3 separate regions of the Danio rerio genome follow, and all the other regions are linked to region 1. A link is a contact called in public HiCAR-type and HiChIP or PLAC-seq data. All regions are on one chromosome and are shown on one strand. The core of a region is the stretch at or near the end of the contact, and the rest is flanking DNA. Distances in the headings are between cores, read along the strand shown. Region 1 holds the start of mycb (MYC proto-oncogene, bHLH transcription factor b). Region 2 overlaps fam49ba (family with sequence similarity 49 member Ba). Region 3 holds the start of fam49ba (family with sequence similarity 49 member Ba).

Region 1 (2,700 bases), core at 147-2,646:
CACCATTGATCTTTTTCACTTTGGAAAACATGAAGTCACAGACAATATTGTAATGCATCTGTCCTACAGATTCAGATAATCTATGTAAAGACTGCTGTAAATTCGGCTTTTTGGTCACAGGGAAAAAATACATTTAAATTAAATAGAATTTTCGATTTAGATTTTTTTTCTATTATTGTTATAAAAAATGTAAATGCAATATACCAATCACAGACGTTTGAATCGTATATATATATATATATATATATATATATATATATATATATATATATATATATATATATATATATATATATATATATATATAAAACCAGGTCATTACATTACATTCTGAAAAATGCTAGAAAGACTTTAGGATTATTAGGATTGCAATAATCTATTTAACAGTGTTTAAAAGTTGGTGGTTCATTCCGCTGTGGCAACCCCTGATAAAGGGACTAATTTTAAAAAGAAAATTAATAAACCGTGCACTGTCTTTAAACATTTTTTCCTAAATATATTTTTTAAAAATCCCCCAGACATAAGTGGGCTAAATAATACTAGTGTAAATTCTCTTTAACTGTAAACATTTTAATTTATATAAAAGACAATTTAATGACTGCAGATAAATTCAAGATATTTAATCTAACTCAGTTTTTAGATACAGCCAGCAGAGGGAAGCACGAACCGCGTCTGGAAGCAGAAACCATGACAGGCTTGCTCCTTCATCAGGTCAAGATCAAACTCCACATCAGTCTCATTCTGATGATCAGCTATCAAACACACTCTAATATTGATTTGTTTTACAATATAACATACATCATAAACAGATGTGGAATAAGGAGTAAATTAGAATAAGCTGGCAGTAATTGTTAAAAATAGTACAATAGAAGAGTTTCTAATTCTCTGAAATTGTTTTTTTTAATCTTCAGAAGCCATTCATTACATTTCTTTTGTTCGTCACATTTATATTGTGATTATTATACATTACATCATCCTTTTGACAGAGCTGTCTGTTGGGCTTGTATCCGTGTAAATAAGAGGTGCTGTGTGCGTTGTTGTACCGACTCAACTCCGTGGATTCTCGGAATCATCGTCAAGCACAGCTCAGTGTGCGGTGTTTTCATCTAAAGCTCCGCCCCGCGGAAGAACACTATGACAAGTAGTTCCATGTATAACTCGTCTTTATTAAACATGCTCGTCTTTTAAAGCGTTTTTCTTTATTGCTACATTCATGTCTTTATATATACTCTTATGTCATTAAGTTATGGGTTTATAAAATAGCTAATAAGTAAAGCTGGCGTTGTGTTCATCATTCTACGCCGTGAGCGTTTGGCGGGAACGGCGCATGGATATCAATAGTAGGGGGAGGAATAACAATCCGTTGTATTAAAACCCGCGGGAGCAGCTGTTCGAAATCTTGCAGTAAATGACAAGCAGCCGCACGGGTGCTGCAGAAGTGCGCAGGTTCAGCGGCGCGACCCACTCCCACTTTTGGACTTACTTTCACTTGATAGTTCACGCTCACGCTGACATCTGACCATATTGTCAGTGTTCATTCAGCTTTTACCACGGCTACGGTGAGTGCTCTGTTTATTTACCTACTTGTATCTGGCGGTTCAGATAAGTTTACGCGACTTGTCTGACGCATCATTAGTAAATCCAGGAGACGACTGATTGAAGTTGTGTTTAGGATGATTAACATTTGTGTTAACATTTAAAGAGCGAGACTTTAACCATGCCTTCTTCTTCACAGGCACTCACCATGCCGCTGAATTCAAGTATGGAGTGTAAAAATTATGATTACGACTACGACTCCTACCAGCCCTATTTCTATTTTGACAACGAGGACGAGGATTTCTATAACCATCAGCACGGACAGCCACCGGCGCCCAGTGAGGATATATGGAAGAAATTTGAACTGCTGCCCACCCCTCCGCTCTCCCCGAGCCGGCGACCCTCCCTGTCAGACCCCTTCCCGTCCACAGCCGACAAGCTCGAGATGGTGTCGGAGTTTTTGGGGGACGATGTGGTCAACCACAGCATTATTTGTGACGCGGACTACTCCCAGTCGTTTCTGAAATCGATTATCATTCAGGACTGTATGTGGAGCGGTTTCTCCGCAGCGGCTAAGCTGGAGAAGGTGGTGTCGGAGAGATTAGCGTCGCTCCAGGCGGCGAGGAAGGAGTCATCCAGGACCGAGTCCGCGGACATCTGTCGGTCTGTCGGCTTCCTCCAGGACATGAGCACCCCTGCCTCCCAGTGCATTGACCCGTCCGTGGTGTTTCCCTTTCCACTGACGGACAGCACAAAGCCGTGCAAACCCGCGCCCACGCCGGCTTCCACAACACTTCCACTGGATACTCCGCCAAACAGTGGGAGTAGCAGCAGCAGTAGTGACAGCGAATCCGGTGAGTGTTATTTAACTCCTATCAGAACTACCAACTTGGTAGTTCAGCTTATGGTTGTATGGTTTTTAATGTATGAGACATAATTGGCATTTTACTCATGAAGTTGGTGGCGGTTAAAGCGTTAATCCTGGACTGCAGCGTGAGGGGACGCTCCCGCCCACTGCACTTTATTCTACGCTAGGTTGTCAAATTGACGCATTTTTTGCTTTTAAACCCAAACAGATGACGAAGATGATGAAGATGAAGAAGAGGAGGAAGAAATTGACGTGGTCACGGTGGAAAAGAGAAAGTCGGTGAAAAAGTCTGACGC
Region 2 (2,700 bases), core at 85-2,584, 220 kb after region 1:
GATACACTTGTTTACTCTGAACATTCATTTTCCTTCGGCTAAGTCCCTTCATTTATCAGGGGTCACCACAGCAGAATGAACCGCCAACTTATCCAGCATACATTTTACGCAGTGCATGCCCTTCCAGCTGTAACCCAGTGCTGGGAAACATCCATACACATTTACACACATACTGTACACTATTCACCTATACCGCATACTGTATGTTTAGATGGTCTTTCCAGAGGAAACGCACGCCATCAAAGGGAGAACATGCACACTTCTCAATGAAATGCCAACTGACCCAGCTAGGACTCAAAACAGCGACCTTCTTGATGTGAGTTCTAATCACTGAGCCACTTTTTTTTTTGGTTATTATAGATGTTAAAGTACATTTTCTGTAGCTTAAGTGAATAGTGTAATATCCATACATCTTGATTTAAGATTCAACAAATAATTGCAGCAAGAAAATTGGTATAAAAGGGATTGTTCACCCAAAAATAAAAATGTAGTCAATATTTTTTTACCCTCAAATGGTTCTCAACCTTTGTGAGTTTCTATCTTCTGTTGAACACAAAAGAAGATATTTTGAAGAAAGCTGAAAAGCTGTAACTATTGACTTCCACAGAAAAACACAATGAAAGTCAATGGTTACAGGTATTATTCAATAGACCTTCTTTTGTATTTAACAGAAACCTATAACATTTGAAACAAGCGAAGAGTGCGTTAATGACAGAAGTTTTATTTTTAGGTGAACTATCCCTTTAAGCTGTTCATTTATTCACTAATTTTCTTTTCGGCTGAGTCCCTTTATTAATCTGGGGCCGCCACAGCGGAATGAACCGCCAACTTATCCAGCATATGTTTTACACAGCGGATCCTTTTAAGATGTGTTTCTAACAGAAGCAGATGATGCTTCCTTAAGTTGACCACTTTGAGAGTTAGTTAAAATAGCATTTGATCAAACTGTTTACATGTGGCTGAATGCATTCAAACAGCCTCAAAAACACCATGAAGAAAACCTCGAATGACAAGGAATGCATTGGATGTTAATATCAGATATAAACTATAATGTCAGCTGAAAATGCATGCTAGCTGTACCAGGTGGAAATAGAGCCTCATATTGGATCGTTAATAATTCACACATCCAATCTTCACTCACATGAGCTAACAGCGTTAGTTTCAGAAATCTGCTGGCGAGTGAAACGCATCTAAAATCATGTGCTGTATCCAGTGTTAGGAAGAGATGATTCCACAGAGGAACAGACTAGGAAAATGTGCAGCATGGGTGTGACCTGAGGTTGCTTGGTTACCTTGAGCTCATCGAAGCGCAGCGTGAAATGTAAAATCTCAGCAAACTGGCGTGCCAGAGCCTGCTCCTGCTCCAGATGCTGAGTTGGGCTGCAGCGTGAGCTGGTGAGGTACTCCAGCAGGTTCTGCAGAGTGTCTTCTGCAAGAGACAGAAGAAACACCAGCGCTAATGCTCATGAAGGAGACTGTACACATAATACTGGGTTATGCTCTCCATGTTTTGATGTAAAACAGGCACAGAAACAGAGGGTCTGGCAGAGGAACACAGCAGTGTGTTTGACAGAGAAATGTTAGGTCAGTCTGACCCTTTCATGTTTCACCAGAGCCTCTCCTCCAGAGACAGCGCTGCCATTGGCTGCTGTTGATCTGTGATTAAGGGCCATGTCATGTTTAATTAGGTCATGACCTATTTCTCAACATCAGACCCTCAATTCTGAACAGACTAACACGCAATGACAGACTGCACAAAAAAATTACAATTGTTTTTCTTCAGAGAAATAAAATAAAGTTCTGAGAGCAAAACATACCTGTATGTTTTTTTTTTTGTATAGTGAGCAACATTTTAGACAGATTGCTTTATCAGTTTTGCCAGCAAAAAAAGCCAAAGGCAGTGCAGAATGTTGTCACATCTCTAAGCAACACAGCAGCTGAATGATTCAGATTTTGAACAAATCCTTAAGTGTAATTGTGTTGTTTACAATTTTTAGTTTTTACATATATATATTTTAATGATATAATATGCATAATTGTAGATTTTGTAATTTCTTTTTAAAATGTCTACTTTTGTATTAATATTATGTGTTGGACTGAGAGTTACGCAATTTCGATTCTCAATATGTACATGTGGTTGAATTGAAAATAAAGCTAACTGACTTTTTTTCACTTGGATATCGTTTGATTCAACCATCCGTTCAATAAATACTGCCACTAGTCACTGGCTTTTTAGATCTCAAATTATTTATCCATGACAAGCCTTAAAAATGTACTAGTAAAAAATACACACAGCAAAATATTGTTTAATAATCATTGTTAAATAAAAAAATAATTGAATTGTCAATATTACCTCCCTAGCACCAGCATATTTTGCAGCCATTTTTATTTTGCAAGCACACAGAAAAATATAATGGGGAAATGCAAAACATTTTAAATAAAATTGAAAAATAATATTTCCTCATGTCAATGTTTACTATTCCTTTTCCCTAAAAAGAAAATTTTAAACTGCAATATAATATAATATAATATAATATAATATAATAGTTAAAAAAATATATATATAGACCTAAACCTAAACCTTTAAAGCTATAGTGTACCTTCCATAAAACATATTCATTTTAGGAATAATACTACTGTGATACAGTAGATCTGGGGCGTGTGCGGTTGCAGATGACGAGAGCTGTGTTTTGCTGGATG
Region 3 (2,700 bases), core at 43-2,542, 250 kb after region 1:
TAATCTTCTAATCTAATCTTTGTGTGGTTCGTTTACATTTGATCCAAATTAAGAGTTAAACCAGTTAGTTATAGAATTAATAAGAAATTATACCTGAATCTAAATTATCTTTAAAAAAAATCATGTTTAATCATCACAAATATATCGAAAGGTCATCAGAAGGTATGGAAGTTCATTGGCCTAAAAGTGTGGGAAATCTGTTTACCGGTTTTTTTTTCTGAATGAACCAATAAATTAGTCATTTTAACAATCTGCATATCAAAACAGCCTAATGTTAGATTTCTTAGCATATCTAAAACAGGCACAAATCGTGTCAAAAACACATCTTCGGATTCAGACATCGAATAATCTAGACGGGAACATGGCTGAAAGAGAAATGTAGGAACTTGCTGTGAAATGAAATGGTGTTTTGAATAAACAAAATCAGGAAGTGGCATGATCTATTTGAACACAGAGGAAGTCTGAAAACTCGCACCCATGCTTCTCTTCTTAAAAGCAGTGTCGGTTTTTAACACAAAAACTTCACTTAGTTTTTGCTCAGCAGCAAGTAAATACGCATAAAACAAGTGTAAGTTACACAACACGGAAATATGATACATATAACGCCAAAAAAAAAAAAAAAAAAACATGTATCTGTGACCTCTGTCCAATACAAAGAGAACGCACCTGAAGTCAAGTGAAAACTGAGCGAAAGTCTTTTCCTCAAACGGACTTTCTGAAGTAACGTAAAAGCTTAAAATTGCACATCTTAAATATTTAAAGTATGAGTGAGCTTTACTTTCAGCTTTACTTTCATTTAATGTCGCTAAAGTTTAGGAGTCGTGTCACCTGTGACCTGAAAGAAACAAGCATTGCCTCGCGCCAGGTGTCAGGCTCATAATGGAAAGCAAATTGCACGTTAATCCACGATTCTTACCTTAATTTCCAGTGAACTGAGAGAAATGTAAATATGGGGAACCGCTGAAGAACACCCTGCTCAGCGGATCATTGTGAAGATGTGGCGTGTGTGTGTCTACATTTTCCGGATTGGCCCATCAGAAGCGTTGCGTTTGACGCGCAGGTTGAGCGCTAAAGAGGCTCTGCCTACATCTATAAAAGGAATTGATTTCGAGAGAGGAAGCAGACTAGTTTTACTATGCGTCTAGTAGCGGTCTTTGTGTCTGTTGTGGATAATTTTGCTTTCAGTCATGTTGTTTTGAGCTCAGATAAGCTGCTGGTAACAGACTGAGAGCGAGGAGAGCGACAAAACGCGCGCGTTGTCGACGAAGCAAAGATGATGGTGATGGATTGTTTGGGGTTTATATTTTGAATTGCTTACTCATTACAGCAAGTGAAGTTGTGGGTCTGTTGTAATTCTCAAAGCGTAGGTATTTTGTCATTAGAAAGAGTTCAAATATTTAAGAAACCTAATATTAAACTTGCTTACATTCGTTAGTAATACATTGCATGCATGTTGATTTAGTAATACATAAGTCTTGTTTGTCAGATTTACAACATTCATTGTTAATTATTGATGATATTGTAAATAAATAAATTATAGAAATATCATTGTTTTTAACTTTTTGAGGAAACAATTGTCAATGTCACTTTTATAAAAGGCAAACAGGTTGTCAGATCCAAGTGAAGCTCTACATCTTCAACATAAGAAGTTATTAATAGAAAAAATATATATTTTAATAAGTATACATCATTTAAAATATAGTTGTATTATCAATGTTTGGTGTTTTCCATGTTAAATTGATCATATATAAATCAGGTTTTATTAGTTTGAATTTGGCATGTTTGCATTGTAGCTTATATTTTAAATATGTGTATAGTTGTATTTATTAACTGATTTTATTCTAGTTTAACTATTATGAAATCGATGAAATTGCCAAATGCTTCATCTGAAACAAGCTAAAGTTAATTTATACTTAGAAATAAAATATAGAAACATTTCAAACATATTACAACAGGTGAAGTTGTGGGTTTGGTGTAATTCCCAAACCAAAGTGGGTTTTCTGTCATTAGAAAGATCTAATATTAAACTTCAATATTAATAGCATATTAAATGATGATTTATAAGTAATATTTTGCATGTTAATTTAGTAATACAGTAGTTGTATTGTTTGTCAGATTGTCAATTTCACTTTATAAAAAACAGTTTGTCAGATCGAAGTGAAGCTTTATTTCTTCATCATGAAAAGTTATTAAAAACACAAAAAATAATAAAGTAACAATTTTAAATTATTTAAAATATTATCTACATGAGCTCATTTGTCTTATTTTGAATGTTTTGAAGGCTTCCAATGAACGCAAAAAAAAACATCCAGCTGTGCAAGAAAACATACAATATGACGAAAGTGAAGTCATCTTTCACTACAAGTAGCCTAACTTTTAAAGCACTAAAATAAAGGGTTTAAAGCACCAAAAGTGGCCTATAAAATTTATTTTAATACTTTTAATAAACTTGTGTTTTAATAAAATGTTTTTTTTCTTTTTCATTTAAAACTGTTACTCCTTTTTTTTTCTAGTGATATATTATGTGATAAATGTGTATTTGAAAAATAAGTACTTGATTCATATTTCTTCTATGTATTTAACAAATGTTTTTGGTACCTCAAAAAGTGTGATTATGCAGACCATTAGTCCCTTAGTCCCTTTATTAATCCGGGGTCGCCACAGCGGAATGAACTGCCAACTTATTTAGCATGTTTTTAC

The links. HiCAR-type assays count read pairs that join an accessible place to other places. HiChIP or PLAC-seq counts read pairs in DNA pulled down with a chosen protein or histone mark.
Region 2: a HiCAR-type map of caudal fin shows a contact between it and region 1, with 6 times the contacts expected there. The contact joins the enhancer-like site here to the promoter of mycb in region 1. A contact is called at or near these places in 4 of 18 Hi-C or Micro-C datasets (caudal fin, embryo, hematopoietic stem cells and 1 more) and 4 of 4 datasets of contacts at active chromatin or transcription factors (caudal fin, embryo, gastrula embryo and 1 more).
Region 3: an H3K4me3 HiChIP or PLAC-seq map of gastrula embryo shows a contact between it and region 1, with 11 times the contacts expected there. The contact joins the promoter of fam49ba here to the promoter of mycb in region 1. A contact is called at or near these places in 3 of 18 Hi-C or Micro-C datasets (caudal fin and embryo) and 3 of 4 datasets of contacts at active chromatin or transcription factors (caudal fin, embryo and gastrula embryo).

The regions. Positions count from the first base shown.
Region 1 is chr2:34,985,365-34,988,064 of GRCz12tu, forward strand. mycb (MYC proto-oncogene, bHLH transcription factor b) reads left to right here and starts at 1,397. Exons shown (of 3, transcript NM_200172.1): 1 at 1,397-1,559; 2 at 1,736-2,390; 3 at 2,613-2,700. The coding sequence starts at 1,745. LOC141378369 (a long non-coding RNA gene) reads right to left here and starts at 1,074. Exons shown (of 3, transcript XR_012392753.1): 1 at 971-1,074.
Region 2 is chr2:35,201,202-35,203,901 of GRCz12tu, forward strand. fam49ba (family with sequence similarity 49 member Ba) reads right to left here. Exons shown (of 11, transcript NM_200070.3): 5 at 1,293-1,429. Among named protein-coding and RNA genes, the nearest start is that of fam49ba, 30 kb to the right of the region's middle. Within about 2 kb of position 1,335, at least 7 of the 62 cell types and tissues checked have an H3K27ac peak or open chromatin away from gene starts, as enhancers often do.
Region 3 is chr2:35,231,439-35,234,138 of GRCz12tu, forward strand. fam49ba (family with sequence similarity 49 member Ba) reads right to left here and starts at 1,293. Exons shown (of 11, transcript NM_200070.3): 1 at 917-1,293.